Linked DNA regions of Mus musculus: region 1 is linked to region 2. The links are chromatin contacts, called in public Micro-C maps. All regions are on one chromosome and are shown on one strand. Each heading gives the region's core, a stretch centred on a gene start, on an enhancer-like site or on the middle of the called end of the contact. The rest is flanking DNA. Distances are from core to core; before and after follow the strand shown.

Region 1 (2,700 bases), core at 98-2,597, 140 kb before region 2:
AGTTCACAGCCACTCACAGGAGAACAGAATTAACATCAAATAGAATTAGCCCCAGGGCTATCCACAACAAACACTTGGCTAGGATTTATGAAGCCCTGGGTTCAATGGCCAGCTCTGAATAAAGCAAGCATAATGGAAGCACACCTTCAATCCCAGCTCTCAGGTGGTAGAAGCAGGAGGGTCAGGATGTCCAGGCCAACCCTGGATATATAAGAACCTGTCTCAGGAAAAGATGTTGGGGTCAGTGAGTGAAAGTGTTCCCTTCACCAACCTGAGAATGTGAGCTCAGATCCCATGGTAGGAGAGAACCAATTCCTCAAAGTTGACCTCTGACCTCCACACGTGCTCCACCGTAGCACACAAACCCACCCTAACATGCATATACAAAGAGAAACAATAAATAAACTATTTTTTAATATTGATGACATTTGGTGAATAAGTGGTTATCAGGTGCCCCGTGTTCTGCAGCTGCCTGACATTAAACTTTCACAACAACCTTCTGAGATAGAATTTGATCCCAGGTTACAGATAAAGAATCTAAGAGTGAGGCTGGATGGTGGTGGCGTACGCCTTTAACCCCAGGCAGAGACAGGTGGATCTCTAAGTTCGAGACCAGCCTGGTCTGCAGAGTGGGCTCCAGGACAGCCAGGGCTACACAGAGAAACCCTGTCTCGAAAAGAGAAAGAAAGAAAGAATGAAAGGAAAAAGAAAAAAAGGGGGGGGAAAGCAAGAGATGGCTCAGAAGTTAAGAGCACTGGCTGCTTTTCGAGAGGTCCTGAGTTCAATTCCCAGCAACCACCTGGCGGCTCACAAACATCTGTAATGAGATCTGTCGCCCTCTTCTGGCCTGTGGGCATATATGCAAGCAGAATGCTGTATGCATAATAAATAGATCGTTTTAAAAACAACAAAAAAAAGGTAAGGAAGAAACCAAGAGCGAAGAGATGTTGGAGCTTCCCAAAGACAGGCTGTTAGGGAGTATCGAGCCTTGAAACCCATTGCTATGTGCCTTCAGCCTCCCAGTGGTCTGTTCTCTCTGTTCCAGGTGGCCTGTCCCTTCTTTGAATTTTATAAGCACTTGGCCCTAAGCTCTTGTGTCTTTCCCAATCATGAAAAAAGCCCCAGGGTACAAGTTTGAAGACAGAGTCCTTCTGCCCTGATATTCTGTGCTTTTCTGGATCCTGAAGAACCCCAACCCCCATCTTCAGAGTCCTCCCCACAACTGTGGCTGGGCAGGACATCCCCTGTCCCAAACGTGCTGAGGTCCGCTTAAAATTTCCGTGTGTGGTGTCTGGCCCTGGGGAAGTTCAGGGGGTAGATTCCAAGAAGGGGAAGTCGGAAAGGATATGAAACTTGGCAGTGTCCTGGTGACACGCCTTTGCTGACGGGTGTCCCACCATCAGCAAAGGGCTGGAGCATCCAGTTTGATCGGACCACGGAGGCAGGTGAGACCAAGCCTGAGGGAGAGGGGGCTGGGAAACCAACCTTGGGGGACCACTCTGGAGAACTGAGGCGAGAGGGAAGAATATTGCTGCAAGCTAGTTCAGTGCAAGGGTGGATAGGCTGGGGACACTGACACAGAGCAGGCAGGTGGAAGGACCCTCTCCTCTGGCCAGAGCTTTGGGGAACCGTGAGAGCTAGTAGCTCAGAACCATGCTCCATGCCTCAGAAACACAGAAAGCCAGAAAGCGCTCGGGGGAGTCAGCGCCCAGCAGCAGAGGGCTTTGCAGGGACAGTCAGCCCTCATGTGGATGTGGAAAGGGGCTGAGGCTGCGGGAGAGTAGGCAGATGTTTGTGAAAGCCTGTGAGTGTGCATAGCTCACCATCTGGGCCGGAGATTGTAATTAAAACAGTGCTGACACTTGGTAAATATTTGTTCAATGAGATCCATCATCCGTGGGAGTGTGTGAGCCTGCGTGTCCAGAGAGCGGGGAGGTCTGTGTGGATATAGGAGCAAATGCTGGACAGGTGCAGAGCAAAAGGTAGTGTGGGGTTTAGGGCTGGGGCTAGGGCTAGGGTCAGGTCAGGGTCAAGGTCAGGGTCAGGGTCAGGGTCAGGATTAAGCCTAGAGCTAGGGCCTATAGGTTAGGATTAGGGTAGGGGGTGGGTGCTAGGGTTAAGGGCAGAGTAAGAAGGGTCAGGGTTCTAGCTAGGGCTAGGGGTTAGGGTCAAAGTCATTGTTAGTGCTAGTATCGGGGACCTGTGATCCAGACAGGCATTGAGGATATGAATGGCCCTAGACTGGGTCACATAACCTTGCGTGTAGAACATGGTAACATGTCATCATGGGACAGACATGTGATCCCAAGTGTCCAGCATACCCAGTGTCCCTGTGTGTCTCTGTAGGGACACCATGGAGACCTCTCAGGGATGGCTGGTGGCCTGTGTGCTGACCATGACCCTAGTATGGACAGTGGCTGAAGATGTCTGCCGAGCACCCAACGGGAAGGATGGGGCTCCAGGAAATCCTGGCCGCCCGGGGAGGCCGGGTCTCAAAGGAGAGAGAGGGGAGCCAGGTAAGCGTTCTCTCCGGCTGGGGTGCTGGTCCCGCACCATCCTGGAGGCAATGGTTTAGGGGTCCTGAGAAGCGATGGTGCATTTGAGTTCCAGGAAGTCACTACAGTGAGCGGTTCACCCCGGAACCTGAAGGCCTAGCCTTCTCTTGGACCTTGTCCCCAGCTTCTCTTTCCTGCTTTGACA
Region 2 (2,700 bases), core at 130-2,629:
GACTGCTGAGTTTGCCAGACGTGTATGGATAGGAGCATGTGTGTCCATTCTTTATGGGATGCTGTCAGGGTCCTTGTGTGTGGTGCTGCCACACAGGCACAGGGAGGTGTCTGCACAGATGCACACCCACCGACAAGATCTTTATTTATTCCTGGGTCCGTGTGTATATTGTATCAAGCCAGACATAATATACACGCACTTGAAAATAGGTATTTGTGAGTATGTGTGCGCTCACTGACTGAGGTAGCATGCACATGCATGTGTGTGAGATAGAGACTCTTTCAGGGGCCAGGATGTCAGGGCCATCGATTTTTCTGTCGCTTAGAAATTCCCTTTGAGTTCCTCCTCTTGTCTCTTTCATGAGCCAGAGTCAGTACAGCCAACATTCTTAAAGCAAACAAGGCCTGCTTTGCAGCAAGGCTGGTCCCAGGCTGCCTACAGCCCCTACTGGCACTCTGTGTGTGTGTGTGTGTGTGTGTGTGTGTGTGAGAGAGAGAGAGAGAGAGAGAGAGAGAGAGAGAGAGAGAGAGAGAGAGAGAGAGAGAGAGAGAGAATATGTGTGTGCTTGCACTCGAGAGCATATACACAGAGCCCATACAGGAGAGCACACAGGTTCCAGTCCAGACTCAAACCTTTTCTAGTTCCTTACTGACCCTCCGGGTCCCTGTGAGATAAAAAGGCACGGGGGTATAGTCGTCTCTGCCCAGGCCAGGGATGGTTCGGCCGTAGTGGAATGAATAAAATCCTTTTGCTTTCGGTATTGAGAGATTCTGTACAGGCATGGGCGTGTTGAGAAGGGCGGGATGCATGAATTGCCCCTGCCGAGGGCCCTTTGCTCCACACCACCAGGCAAGAGCAGCTGGTGGTGTCCTATTCCACGGAAGAGAAGACTAAGGCCTACAGCCCTGGGAGGACCCGCTGCATCTCCCAGGGAGCAGGTGGAAAGCCAGGAGCCCATGTGGCTGATTCCCGAGCTTCCCCAAATCCATCTTCAAAAAATCCACATCCCCTGCAGCAGGACCCGAATGCCATCCAGACTCCATTCAGCGGAGAGGATGGTGACCAAGCCCAAGACCCAAACAAGTCATGGGAGGTGTAGGAGAAGCCGGCCCTTGCGCTTTCCTTCCCCTTCCCCCTCCAGATGGGCAGCCCCTCTCGGGGGTCCCCTCCGCCCCCGCGGGCTGCCGTCTTTGTGGCCCGGGAAGAATGCCTCTCTTTATATCCGGACGCCCCTTCCCTTTGATTCTCCTCTCCATAGCGTTTCTGCTGACCTCTGCGTGTTGCGAATCCAATTAGAGGCGCGGAAGGCGAGAGTGACAGCCGCGCCGAATCCCGCCTCGGCCCCTGCGAGCACGCTCGGCCGAGCCGCGGGCGGCTGGGGCCTGCTTGTCATGCTGGGCCCAACGCGGGGCTTTGTGGGGATTAGCTGCCGGGGGTGGGGCGCTCCGCAGATGAGACCAGGAGTGACGCTGGTGAATGTCACGTCCCAATGGAGAAGAGAAGAGGGGGGCAGCTTGGGGGGGCGGTTGAGTCCTGCTTGGGGAAGAGGAAGGAAGGGGCTGGAGACAGACTAGCCTTGGAGGGGAATGGGCCACCTCCTGCAGGGGGCACTTCGGGAGGCCGGCTGGAGTTAGTTAGGTTTATTTGCTTGCTGATTTGAAGCTTGGGTAGTGGAGCCGGCTGGCGTGTTGAGGGCTGTTCACTGTATGGTGGAGGCAAAGGGGAAAGCAAAATTCCTGCTCAAGACGGGCTTGGGAGCATTGACTGGTTACATCTTGAATTTTCATTTGCAAAGCACTTTGCGTATGGCTCAGAAGGGCGAGTCATGGGAGGGCTGATAGACTTCTTGACACTTCTGCTTCTGCCTTAGTACAACCAGAAGCCCAAACCAAACTCCAGGCCCTTCCCCCAGACACCTGGGTAGAAAGTTGTCTCATCCAGGCCCACAACTGAGAAAACCTAGGCTTCCAGATGAGAAAGATCTGCCTCAAGGATACAAGGGCAGCTCCTTGCTGAGCCAGCCTTTTTCATTCCTCTCCCTAGTCCCTACCCCTGTATCCCTAGACTCATCCACAATTCCCTGGATATCCCAGAGGCCAGTCCTAATAAGTTGATGTGATCCTCAAAGCAAGCAGCCGGGGGGTGGGGGGGGATCTATCTGGCGGAATGCTCAGTCTAGGGTCCAGCAAACACCCTACAGTGTGCCAGGCTATTGGGGATGTACCAATCCAACCTGGCCCCTACCTCCAGGGATTCATGGTGGGGGGAGACAAAGAGACCCAGTGAAGGGAAGACAGGGTTTCTTGAGGGAGATTGAAGACAAGGAGGACCCACAGGACTGTCTAGGAGGTAGAGATGGGGCCGAATCCAACATGATCAGCCCAGAGATCTTCTTGGAGGAAAGAGTATCCCAGCCGAGACGCAGTGGACAGGCAGAAATAGCCTGGGTATTCAAGGCTTGGGAGACAGGGCAGGTGTGGGGCATCTAGGGGTGGGTGCGTGCCCCCCTATGCTCATTCCACAGCTGCCAAGGTTGGGCAGGGCTCACCCAGCCCGTCGCCCCAGCAGGCTGCACAGCTGTGGCCACCCACAGGGTATGGCTGAGTTGGCAGCCTTTGAACACCCAGGGTCTTACTAGAGAAATAAGAGTCACCAAGGGGTGGGACAGTGGGTAGGAAGCCACAATGTGGTTGCAGAGAC

The links. A called contact is a pair of places that touch in the nucleus more often than the background predicts.
Region 1: a contact with region 2 is called in a Micro-C map of embryonic stem cells, with 4 times the contacts expected there. The contact joins the promoter of C1qa here to the enhancer-like site in region 2. A contact is called at or near these places in 1 of 39 promoter capture datasets (HPC-7-derived erythroid cells), 1 of 484 Hi-C or Micro-C datasets (embryonic stem cells) and 2 of 9 other capture datasets (adipose tissue and liver).

The regions. Positions count from the first base shown.
Region 1 is chr4:136,897,491-136,900,190 of GRCm38.p6, reverse strand. C1qa (complement component 1, q subcomponent, alpha polypeptide) reads left to right here and starts at 1,347. Exons shown (of 3, transcript NM_007572.2): 1 at 1,347-1,445; 2 at 2,347-2,516. The coding sequence starts at 2,354.
Region 2 is chr4:136,754,305-136,757,004 of GRCm38.p6, reverse strand. All of the region lies in intron 3 of Ephb2 (Eph receptor B2), which reads left to right. Among named protein-coding and RNA genes, the nearest start is that of Gm52708, 44 kb to the left of the region's middle. RefSeq lists an enhancer at 1-2,683. Within about 2 kb of position 1,379, at least 123 of the 459 cell types and tissues checked have an H3K27ac peak or open chromatin away from gene starts, as enhancers often do. A contact at or near this core is called in embryonic stem cells, where this site is marked.